Regions from separate parts of the Gossypium hirsutum genome. Here all the other regions are linked to region 2. A link is a contact called in public Hi-C data. All regions are on one chromosome and are shown on one strand. The core of a region is the stretch at or near the end of the contact, and the rest is flanking DNA. Distances in the headings are between cores, read along the strand shown.

Region 1 (4,201 bases), core at 191-2,690, 160 kb before region 2:
CTCCATATGATAGCTTGATGGTTAATGATGTTCACCGTTGTAGATGTGATTTAGGTTTGAGTAGCACTAGTCACATTTGTTGTTCAGGTTTTACCTTGTTATTATAATTCACAAATATATAAATATATTGACACTCTTTAAACATTCCTAAATTTTTGTTTGATGAAAAATTCAATGGCTTTCATTTCAGCTTATCAATGCTTAAAATAGCAATGCATAAACATTTGCACTTTTCACGGGGTATCGTGGAGTGCAGAGAAGATTATCAAAGATGCGCATAGTTGGGCTAATCAATACATTTCCGCTCACAAAGAAGGGAGTTTTGTGAGATATAACTCGAAGGAGGAGGCAGTGGCAAGAATAAGGTGGATTTGTATAAGATCTAATGGAGCTGTTAAAATCAACACAGGTTGTGCTACTGCAGGTGGGGTATTGAGAGATCATAATAGCGGATAGATTATTGATTTTAATAGCAAAAATAGGAAATGCTTTATTTTTTAGGTTGAATTGTGGGGTATTCTAGATGATATGACACTGGGACACGGCAAAAAACATGATAGAGTTTTGGTGCATACAAATATTATGGAAGTTATTGGAGTTATCAAGGAATCATTATCGAAATGATCAAATTCTACTTTAATCATGCTTATTATACAACTCTTGCAAAATGAGGAAGATTGGTCAATTAATTTTGTTCCTAGAGAAAAAAACATAGAAGCCGATAGTATCACCAAATTGACCTTTGGTAGAGAAGAAGATTTATAGTTATATGCAATCTCTTCTTTTATTTCTTTCTAGCATTTTGTAAAATTTATTTCTATAAAAAAAATAGGAATGCATCGAAATGGCTTAATAATATAGTTTTAAAAATTAATTACATGACATCGCTACGTGCTTCATCAACTTATTGCTTTGTACATATGATGGGGTGATCAATTTGTGAAGAAATATTTTTGAATGAATTAATTTTCTATTTTATAATGTTTATAATAAATGTGAGTATATGGTAGGGTTAATAATTGCTTGTTTTCATAATATGTGCATATTTACCGAATTTAGAAATGTTAGTAATCTGGTTCCTTTCTTTACAGTGGAAGAAAAACACAGACGGTTATATATACTCCAACTCCAACATATATTCTCTTTTATATTATTATGATTTTTCTTTAATATAAAATTATAAGTGTAATGATTCAATTTTAATAAAACATTTGATTTAATTACATTACACATATTATCATCGAATGGGAATAAAAAATAAAATGACTAATTACTTTTGAAATTAAATATTTATTTAAAATTATTAGTGTTTACCCATTTCAAGTCAAACCCGAATTCAAACAAATCCAACCCTTATAAAATTCCAATCCTAGCCTGCCCGTTTGGCACCTCTACACCACTCCCTACCCCTTACTATTCCACGAAACGAAGTCGTTTAGGTAGATTTTTCATCTGCTTATCCCACAAAAACGATGTCGTTTTCTGTTCTAAGTAGCAACTCAAATGCTCGAACGCATTATTTTTCGTACTACCCGCTATTTGGGGGTAGTTGCCATCATAGCCGCCGCCACCGCCAGCACCACCACGACTACCAGCGGCTTCGGCCATCGTAACTTGCTCTTGAAGGTTCGGTCGGGGTCTCTTATATTTTCTTTAGGATTATGAATGCATTTTACACTTTTCTTCAGGCTCATAGCTAATGCGGGATTCACATGAATCATGATTCAACGGTTTAAACTTCATTTCAATGCTTCTATGTTCTTTGATGAATTTTCTTTCTGAAGGGTGATTGTTCAGGATCTAATTACTTAATTTTTTGCATTTTATTTTGATTATAATGGGGAACGAAGTTAGATTTAGATGAGCTTAATTTTACTGTTTGTCTTCTTATTCACTCATTTTCTACGAAATGTAAGTAATTGATGTCACTTATCTTAAATGGGGAAAGATATACTTTTTTAAGTGGGTATAGAAGTTTGTTTTAATTGGTCTTTCTTATCTTACTTGAACTTACTTGAATTCTTCCATAAATAGCATGAAGAAGCTTTGCTGAGCTTTTGTTGTTAAACTGAGTTTAAATTGTTTCATTAAGGATTGTTCTTTTTTCACTTGCTTGGGTAAACGGAACTATTCTGCAATGGAGGGGGTGGCATTCGCTTCGTTTACAAGCTTCGCAACAAAATCTTTGCTCTTTTCTTCTCTGTCACCATATTCTATCATAACCCATCGCCAAAAGAGTCAGAAAAATACTCTAAAGACAATATCTCCCCGAAACCTTGTTATCCGCGCTTCATCTGCTTCTAGTTCTGGTACTTTTAATAAATCTGGTTCACTTGGTGGAAATAAAAGAATATAACAAATATTGGTTAATTTTATATTATGTTTTTCAAATCATTTTGTTGTCTTTTTTAGGTTCAGTTGTGACGTTGCTTGATTATGGAGCTGGAAATGTTCGGAGCTTAAGGAATGCGATTCGCTACCTTGGGTTCGAGATAGAGGATGTAAGCCGTTTTAGTTTTGAGAAGATGATAATAATTTGTATCATTCTATTTTTAGTCGCTTTTCATAAAAGGATGCATGGAAAGTTATAAATGTATTCTTCCTTTTGAATTATAATGTAGGTGCGAACTCCAAAAGACATTTTGAATGCAGATCGCCTTATCATTCCTGGTGTTGGGGCCTTCGCTTCAGCCATGGATGTATTGGTCAAGACAGGGTATGATTTCTACCGACTTTTTTATGAAAATAATTATTTAGAGCACCTTTCTTTTTCCATTTGAACTTAGAAGTATTAAATGTTCTTCAATGTGCCTAGATGGATTTTGGACTTGGAAGAATTATTATTAGAGAGTTTCTTGCATCACTTTCTTCTTGTTCATATGATCGTGCAATGTATTGAAGCTTAGGACCTTAGGTTTGATTTTTTAATTCTTTTTCTAAATTATTTTAATGTAATTGGAGATAAATAAAATAACTCGTGGATGAAATCTGATTGGATGATCGTTGAGCTTTTGATTTGATTGGCCAAACCATGCATCTTTATCTTGATTGGTCAAATGGCTTGAAAAATCTTCAATTAGTTTATTTAGCAACACTAAATAAAATTTAAATAAAAGTTTGAACAGTATGCAACTTTGTAATTGGCTTGAATTTTTTCTCCTTACAGACTTTTAATGATAACTAAATATCTCTTCTCTTTGGCTTGGAATTCTAACTTTGTTAAATTGTCTTTCATTTATCATATTCTTCAGGATGGATGAAGCACTGTGTACCTATATAACAAATGACCTCCCATTCTAGGCATTTGTCTTGGACTTCAACTACTTTTCGAGTACAGTGAAGAGAATGGACCAGGTCAATTTCTAAAAACCTGTCCTTTTTTTATTATTGTAAATCTTTGATAGACATATTATATATTATGATCATGACTTGATAAAGTTTCTATGCTTGTAAACTGTGTTATGAGTAGAGTTGTTCATGACTCATGACTATCTTCCTCACTGTATCTTATGTCATATTATGTGGTTTAATGAACATCTTTCTTTGGCATTTTAAATTTTATTTTATAACTAAATATTTATTGATTGCTTAAACAAGAGGTGAAGCATGGGAAGAAGGAATCAAGAAGAGAAAAAGGAGATACCAATTAATCTTCATTTTGCAAATAGAGAAAAATTTAGATGTTTTCTTTTCTTTTCTAGTTCTTAACTTTTCAACTTGAGTTCACAGTTTCTATTTGTTTCAGTCAAGGGTCTTGGTTTGATACCTGGTGTGGTTGGGCGGTTTAACTCGTCTAATGGTTTTAGAGTACCCCATATTGGCTGGAATGCTTTGCAAATTGCAAAAGACTGAAATTTTGGATGAAATTGGAGATCGTCATGTCTACTTTGTTCACTCTTACCGAGCCATTCCAGTATGCTCTTCCTTGTCAACCTCTTAATTTGTTTCTCACCCTTGAATGTGCATGTTGAAAAAGCTTTCAATAAGCATGTTTTGTGCAGTTTGGTAACCTATATGATCATATGTTTGTTAGTCAGATGATAACAAGGAATGGGTTTCATCTACATGCAATTATGGTGATGATTTTATTGCATCTATCAGAAAGGGAAATGTGCATGGAGTGCAGTTCCATCCAGAGAAGAGTGGAGGCAAGATATTTTGTGCCTTCAGTTGTTATCTTTGTTCTTTGCATATTCCAAAT
Region 2 (4,171 bases), core at 154-2,653:
GAAGTAGGTTTCTCTAGTAGCAAATAAAGCCAGATAGTAAAACGACCAGGGGCGAAACCAGGGGGGCAGGCATGGGCCCCGGCCCCCCTAAAATGGAAAATTTCCATTGAGGCCCTTTAGATTTTTTTAAAATTTTAAATTAGTAAAAGTAAAATTACACTTTGGCCCCCCCTAAAATTATAAAAATTTAATTTAATCCTTTAAAAATTATAAATATATAGACTATAAAAAATTAAAATTTCATTCCGCCCCTAAAAAATTATTCTGGCTTCGCCCCTGAAAACGACACACCTCTCTTGCGTGTTTTGTTTTCTACTTTCTTTTGTTGTTGATTTTTATTATAGGGTGAATTAATCTAAAATATAATTTATTTAATTATTTTAATTAAAATAATTGTTCAATCGTTAAAATAATCCATTTTATTAATATAATACATTAATCCATTAAATAACACGTGACATTTTTTTGTTGACTTTTTATATGAACAATTTTATAATTAATCATGGTTTTTTTGTTTGTTTGTTTATCTTACTCTTAACGTTATCGTCATCTGAGGCTCTGCTGAAGGGCCAACATTTCACCACGTCGACGCAAAATAGCAGAGAAACAAAGTCAAATGACAAGAACACACGAAAGGAGAAGAAATATCTTTCTAATAACCATAATATGTATTTACCAAAATTTTAAATTTTTACAACTTCTTTTAAAATATGTATTTACCACATTTTTTTATTTTTAATTTAATAATGACTTAAAAATATTTATTTTTTTAAACCAGTTTTGGATTTTTTGTTTTAATAAAAATTTAAAATAATAATTGGACTCGTATTATGTTAATAATGATAAAAAGTATAACGTATCAATCAAACAAGCAAGACACTTGTCAAAATTATATACTTCTCGTAGTATTGTTTTCTGAATTGCTAGTTTACCTTAGTTTATATAATACTAGCTTTATTATTAGTGTGATGCACCAAAATTTTGTAGCTTTAAAAAATGTGAATATTTAGTAGATTTGTGTTTTTAATTTAAAATTAATATGAAATGAAAAAAAATATGATTAATAGTTGTATATAATTTGGATTGAGATAACACTTCAACTAATACAATTAAATATTTGTTGATAAATATTTAGAAGTTTGAACTATGAGAATTAAGTGAGATGGTAAGAATTTTTATTTTAATCAATGATCGAGCGTTCAATCTCCGTCTTAAGTTTGGAACAGTTTTAAAATTCGTCAACAAATTTAATAAAAAAATTAAGATTAAACTAAATTTTAAAATCTAAAAAAAATTAAATTCCAAATTTTTGAAAACTACACCTCAACTAATCTTAAAGAATGGCCTAGGAATTAGCCGAAACCTTAAAGCAGCCCAACATCTTGAGAACATAAATCATCTGTAAACTAGTTAAGGTTACAAAGTGAGAACTCTGGAGTGAGGTCCAGTCTACCAAGGAACCAGGCTTAGCCCAATCAATATTTTGTCAAGCTTCAATGAACTTCGGCTTTCCTGAAGTGAAAAAGCTCATCAAACCACAAAAACCCTACGTCTGTTTCTTGGTCTAAATAGCTCTTCAAGGGAGAAAAAGAGAAGAAAACCCAGACATGGCAACCAATGGAACCAGTGATATCAAAAGGAAGCAAGAAATAGTATCATCTCTTTGCAAGCACTTCTCTTTGGATCCTGTGAGTACCATTGAAATACCCATCTTTATAATTTACTTCCTTTATCTTGTCTGCATGTCATTTATTTTAATCTGTTTAGCTAAAATCTCTTTCATTTTTACTTGAGGAAGTTTTTCATTTTTTAGTGATTTACTTTTATGTAATGGGTTTTACTTCAATTCAGTTATTATCTCCTTATCAATTAAGTGTAGAAGAAGGGAAACATGCTTAATGTATTTCAATTTGTAATAACCGTGCAATTTGCTAAGTTTTGCTTACATTTGCAATCAATTGAGATGTGCTTTGTTTATCTGGTTCCCTAATTATGTGCCAATATTGATGGCTATATAAATTCCTACTTTATTTTGCAGAAGGCTTTTTCAAGTCAAGTCCCTGGAAATGATATTAAGACCCTTTACATAAACATTTTGAAGTCATCAGGGAAGGAGTCACCGCAAAATAACGATGAGGTAATGTGTAATTAGCCTTTTTCATGAAAGTATTCATCTTTGTGTAATCTAGCTCTTATGTTAGTGTTAGTGAAGTAGAACCTGAGGTCATTTCTCTTTATAAAAGTATATTGGTAAAATTGAGGTGACTGGCATGAATTGGAAAAATGATCTCTTGCATGTTTCTCCACTGTGATTTTCTCTTCCTAAAAAAGTTTACTAGTATGAAAAGTTTGAACTTGACTGTAGGTGATGAAGTGGATAGCTTTTGCAGACAGCTTTCCTGGTGATTCTAAGGCATGCTATGGTGGTTTGAATGAATTAAACACTGACTTGGCTAAAAAATCTGTACTTTTGGGCAATGGATTTACACCCTCAGAAGCCGATGTTATTGTTTTTTCAGTCATACATAGTTCAGTGGTATGTATTGCAGTATATACTTCTCACTTTGTGTTTCAAAGAGAGGGTATCTTGGTGCTAACTGCTAAACTTATGTTGAAGAAAATTAACTGCAATTCCTTTGCGAAAAATTGATAGCCTTTGCTTGTTTGTTGTCAGATTGCCCTTTCAACTCCAGAGAAGGAGAAATTGCCACATGTGATGCGATGGATGGATTATATCCAGGTAGAGACATTTTCTGTTGTTTTGAATTTATAATTTTGTTGGATACCTAATGGATTCTTGTCACAGCTTTTTTCTGGGTATTATTTGGTTTTCCTGCATTTGGTAGCTTTTGTCTAGTGTGTTATTTTGTGGAGACAAGTAGAAAAAGCTATTTGCGGCTTTATGAAGGAATCTGAAATATAGATTTGTCAGTTGAACACAGCCTGGTAGCACATGGGACAATCTCTGCTATTTTTGTTCTTGATGTGTCGTCTATCCTGTAGTTTAGCTTCTGTTTTAACATTTCATCAACAAGATTTTGCCTAGCCGCTGATGCAGATGTCATGTTGACACTCTAGTCTAAGCTTTTGTTTTTATTGTCATGAATTCGTGTCATCCATTTATCCCGACTTTTGCTGGCGTATTTATGAATCAAGTTAGGAAGTGGGGATTGAAACTTGATATTTCCTTTTTGGTGTTAGGTTGTATCTGTTGTTGCCATAGCCTCGAAAACAGCTTTTTGCTTTTCTTTAAAAGTTATCACTTATTGTTCTTCACTTACCTTTTAAAAAAGATTATCAGAACACATACCAGGTTTTCTAAGATGATGATTAAGGCCTCAAAGGAGGAATGCACGGTCTTTTTAGGAACTGTAACACCAATGAATGCCATTTTTTAAATCTTTACTTACAAACCTTTTAAAATCACTTTTGCAGAATAGTGAGGATCTTGGTGCACATTTTGAGAAGATATTGCTGGAGAAGCCTGTTTTTGAGCCTCAGGTAAGTTATCCTTAAATTGTGTGTTTTAGATCTGTGGTCATTGGGGTTCTAATCATGTGATAGGGCACCGTAAATGGTTTTGATGTGTAAAGGAATGGAAATTTTCACTTCAGTTGAAATTTGATGTTTTCTTTGTTCAATAGAGAGGTCTTGGCTCTTGAGTCTTGACATCTTCACTACCCTAAGAGCCATTCCCCTACCACTCAGCTCCTCTCTCTCTCTCTCTTTTTTTTTTTTTTTGGTTGGGGTTGGGGGGGGGGATACTGAAAGTTGGCAATTACATATAGTCAGGATAGCATATTATTTCTTAATGTTATTTACAAAATCTGGTTGCAGATGGCAAAAGCTGCAGCTAAGCCAGAAGTAACTTCAAGTGCTAAAGGGACTGTTCAAAACACAAAAATTGCAGACAAGCCAGATGCAGAAAAAAATGCAAAGAAAAGTGATTCCGCGGTACCATTTTTGCCCTTATTCTTTATTCTAGTATATATTCTTGTAACTTCTTGGTGTTTTTCACTTGGTAATTGCTTCAATGTTCACCGTTTGAGAGAACTTATTCAAGTAGTATCTTGCTTAAATTAACTCTCATAACAACAGGTGGTTATCCATACTCTAATTATCAGTGCCCAAGCTTTTTCTAGATTCTCATGCTGGTAAAATTCTATGACGA
Region 3 (4,182 bases), core at 190-2,689, 140 kb before region 2:
CCAGCTTTCTCCATTTCTTTAAATATTGATGTTGCAATATCAAGCTTTCCTGATTTTGCATGGGACTCAATGATCATCGTGTATAAGCCAAAATTCGGCCTAAAACCAGCTGCCTTCATCTCCTCCCAAAGCCGAAGTGCAGTATCTAGCTTCCCAGCCTTTGTGTAGGAGTCGATCAATGAAACAAACATAGTAGCAGATGGCCGAAGCCCAGAGCCCAGCATTTCCATGTAGATTTTCATTGATGTGTCCAGTCTCCCAGCTTTCCCCATTGAATCAACAAGTGATGCAAAGATACTAAAGCCTGGCTGAAACTTCCTTTCTTTCATCTCTTGAAAGAGCTTAGAAGCTGCATCAAGCCGGCCTGATTTTGCCAAGCTAGGTATCATCAACTCATACGTAGACCCATCCAACAAACATCCTGCCGCTTGCATGCTCTCATATATCTCAAATGCCTTGTAAGGCAAACTTTTATTCAAAAATAACATCATAAGGTCGTTGTATGTTTGAGTGTCGATTTTACAACCATAATCCTGAGCCTTCTTGAAACAACAAAACGATACCTCCAATTTCTCAGCTTTAGCCAGAAACTGAATCACCCGATTGTATGCACTAAATAATGAAACCTCGTTACCACTCGACTCTTGGACCAACTCCTCAAACAATGATTGAATCGCATCAAAGTCTCTACTTTGATTTAACCCATCAAACAACATGTCATAACACTCATCACTCGGGGCATACCAAGATTGTCGCTTAGCCCATCTAAACAAACTCAATGATGCATCGCTATCTTTGACAACCTTCAAGGCCTGAGTAATATGAGTCATATTAGGCGTAAACTGTAATTTATCCAATTGGGTCTCTAATTCTGGTCCCCATTTCCACCTCTTAACAACCTCAACAATCTTAGCAACTGCAGAGGCATTCAAAAATGGTTTCTTTAACCCACCCACCATAACATGATCGTCAAGCCCCGGCTCGACTGACCGGATACCTTTACCAGAGTATATAACACTCCCCGACTCATCTAAGTACTCTATATCCTCAGTCCACTCACCAGAACAGTAACTTCTTACAATTCTAGGGTTTCCAATAAAATTGGGGGTTTTATAAAGAGTATGGAAGGGGGAAATTTGATTGATACCCATTGAAGAGTTGAAGAAACTAAAGCTATTGGAGCACTTAGTGAGTGCATTTCTGCTAGAATTCAGGTCCGAAGAACTAGTGCAAGAGTTAGGGTTTAGTTTGAGAATGAAACAGAGATTTCTAGGGAAAAGTTTACGATTCAAGGTATGAAGCATTGAAATAACTAGGAGGAAAATGCTAGGGTTTGGTAGATGTAGAAATACTTACCAGACGATATTCTCTTGTGTTCGTAATCTCTCCAAGGGAGGCCAAAACCTTAAACCCTACTGAATTGGCAATGGAGGAACCTTTACGGTAATTTGACGTGGCAAATAGCCAAATTACTCATTGTTTTTAGGGTAACTTGCATTTTTAGTCACCCAACTGTTATTAAGTTTTTATTTTGTTCACCCAAATATAAAAAGATACAAAAATAGTCACTCAATTATTTGATTTTTTTTTGTCATCAACCGTTAAATGGTTAATGGAAAGATAGCATGACAACTATTAAAATTTGTACAAATATTTACATATTGTTTCAGTTAAGTCTTAATTTTTAAAAATTTAACTCTTAATATTTACATATTCTCTAATTTTATCCTATATTTTATATGAAAATATAATTCAAAACACAATGTGTAAATTAAAAATAAAAACAAAAATATTTTACAAAAAAATCATTTTTTATTAAACTAGACAACTTTCAAATACATTACTTTCTTATACTTTAAATAGTTGATAACTTACTACCTTTCAATGCCAATTAACTATTTTTTTGTTAGCTTTGTAAACTTAAATTTTTTTTAAAGTTGTTAGAATTAAAATTAGGTTAAATTGACAAAGAGTGTACTTTTATTTTCAAGGAATTGAGTTGGCTATCTTATAAAATTTGGGTCATTTTATTTTTTTCTGTTCTTTTTCATTTTTCTTTTAGGCCAAACGTAAGGACGACATTGTAAAGAGATGAGGTGGCAGTACTATTATAGCTCCTATTTACTAACAAAACTTATTGTTTGATGTCAACTCTAGCGATCGATAATGCAAGTTCATTTTCATGGCACTGTTTGAATTTTCGAGTCCCCTAGTCAATCAACTTATCCACTCCTTGAACTTGATTAAACTTTCCTTTCAATAGTGGGTTAAATGTAGGAGGATTAAAGTTGTTATTATGCTAATTTTAAAAACCAACATGTCATTTTTCAATTAACCATTTACAACTAGTGATTAAAAATTCAAATAGTTCGGCCATCGGCTGTTTCACTAAAAACAACTCTCAGAAAATGATTTCTGGAAAGTGAATTGATTTTCTGGAAAAAGAATTATTATTTTCTGGTGTTTAGATGATTCTATATAAAATATTTTCGTTGTTTAATAAATTTTCTTGAAATCATTTTTTAAAAATTATTTTCACTAAAACAGACACAATATTAAATTTTAAAAAAAAATTATATTTTAATCTAGAAAACTAAGTAACATTAATTCAAAAATACTCTTTTCCATAATTAATCTTTTCTAATAGAACTCATACATAGCAAGTATCAGTTTTTAATAGAACCCATACATAGTATAACATGTATTAGTTTTAATAAATATTTAACTGTAACGCCCAAATTTTCGGGAATTCTGTGAATGTTGGCATAGGTTTAATTATGTTAGTGGGCTTCTAGAAGGCCCAAGCTTAAGATAGAATCCGGCAATTTTAGTTAATTTTTGTTCCATAAGAAAAAGGGGGTGAAATTATGAAATAGAACCTATGTGAAAATGTTTGAAAATGCTATAGGCTAAATTGAAGTGGCCAAATAAACAGGAGTGCAAAATAGGAGGATTTGCATGACAAACCTCCCATTTTACATGAAGTGGCCAGCCATCATGTTGTTGTAGACAATATGAGCACTTGATGTCCATAATTCATGGTACAAATTGATAATGGGTTAGGTAAATGTTCCATGATAATGGATTAGGTGAATATTCCATGATAATGGGTTAGGTAAATGTTTCATGATAATGGTTTAGGTAAATGTTCCATGATGGGCATTTCATGTCTTTTGTATTAAAGAATTAAATGGATGAAATATGAAATTTTATTAAAAGAAAAAGGGGTGAAAAGAACAAAGTTTTGTCCATCTTTGTTCATCATAGCCGAAAGTTAGAGAATAGAAAGGAGAGGAGAAAGCTCTTGAATGTTTGGCCACTTGGGGAAGAAAATTGAAGGTAAGTTCATGGTAGTTTGCTTCTATCTTGATGTTCATGAGTTCTTCTTGATTCTACCTTAACTCTTGAAGCATATTTTGGTTTTTAGTTGTGTTGTGAGCATTTAATCATGAATTAAAATGAAGGAAATGGTTGTTGTTTCATGTTCTTTTGATGAAAAATGGAAGATAGGTGAAGTTGAGCCAAACAAATGAGCATGCATGTGCCTTAGATGCTAAGGGGAAAAATCGGCTAACATGTTGTGCTTTAAAATGATGAAATGAAGATTATACTTAAGTAAAATCATAGATATGTGATGATTGATTGGTGATATACATGTTTAAATAACAAGCATGCAAGTTAGGTGTGAAAGAGTGATTTGGTAATAAATCTGCTTGGGACAGCAGCAGTAACGTGACTTTGGAAAATCACCATAAATTGTGGGAGATGAGTTAGAAGCTGCATAAATTATGTAATTAAAGCTTAATGAGTTTAGTTTCAAATGGAATAAACGAGAACATATTTTGAATTCTGTACAATGAGAAATTTGATTCGTAATGAAGAGTGGTCAGATTAGTCAAACAGTGAAACATGGGAAACTTTAAGAAAAATATGGTATTGATTGGCCAAACCAAAAATTCTGAAAATTTTATGGATTGAAGATATATGAGTCTATTTTCAGGAAAAATTAACGGCACTTGATTTGGAGTTTCGTAGCTCCAGTTATAAATGATTAAATGACTGTTGCTCAGGAAGACAGCTTGCAGTGAAATTATGATTATGTGGTAAACATTGACAAAAATTTGTTAATGAGTTGCTTATTGATTTCTTATAAGCTTACTATGATCTGTAGGTGTGGTTGGC

The links. A called contact is a pair of places that touch in the nucleus more often than the background predicts.
Region 1: a Hi-C map of leaf shows a contact between it and region 2, with 4 times the contacts expected there. The contact joins the enhancer-like site here to the promoter of LOC107916292 in region 2. A contact is called at or near these places in 19 of 34 Hi-C or Micro-C datasets (anther, callus, fibers and 4 more).
Region 3: a contact with region 2 is called in a Hi-C map of leaf, with 5 times the contacts expected there. The contact joins the promoter of LOC107896550 here to the promoter of LOC107916292 in region 2. A contact is called at or near these places in 15 of 34 Hi-C or Micro-C datasets (anther, callus, fibers and 3 more).

Annotation. Positions count from the first base shown.
Region 1 is chrA10:103,902,376-103,906,576 of Gossypium_hirsutum_v2.1, forward strand. It overlaps the pseudogene LOC107896552. Among protein-coding and RNA genes, the nearest start is that of LOC121207567, 11 kb to the right of the region's middle. Within about 2 kb of position 1,441, at least 8 of the 9 cell types and tissues checked have an H3K27ac peak or open chromatin away from gene starts, as enhancers often do. A contact at or near this core is called in fibers, hypocotyl and leaf, where this site is marked.
Region 2 is chrA10:104,064,854-104,069,024 of Gossypium_hirsutum_v2.1, forward strand. LOC107916292 (aminoacyl tRNA synthase complex-interacting multifunctional protein 1) reads left to right here and starts at 1,404. Exons shown (of 12, transcript XM_016845479.2): 1 at 1,404-1,688; 2 at 2,039-2,137; 3 at 2,366-2,536; 4 at 2,675-2,740; 5 at 3,436-3,501; 6 at 3,838-3,954. The coding sequence starts at 1,608.
Region 3 is chrA10:103,922,021-103,926,202 of Gossypium_hirsutum_v2.1, forward strand. LOC107896550 (pentatricopeptide repeat-containing protein At1g79490, mitochondrial) reads right to left here and starts at 1,440. Exons shown (of 1, transcript XM_016821745.2): 1 at 1-1,440. The coding sequence starts at 1,304.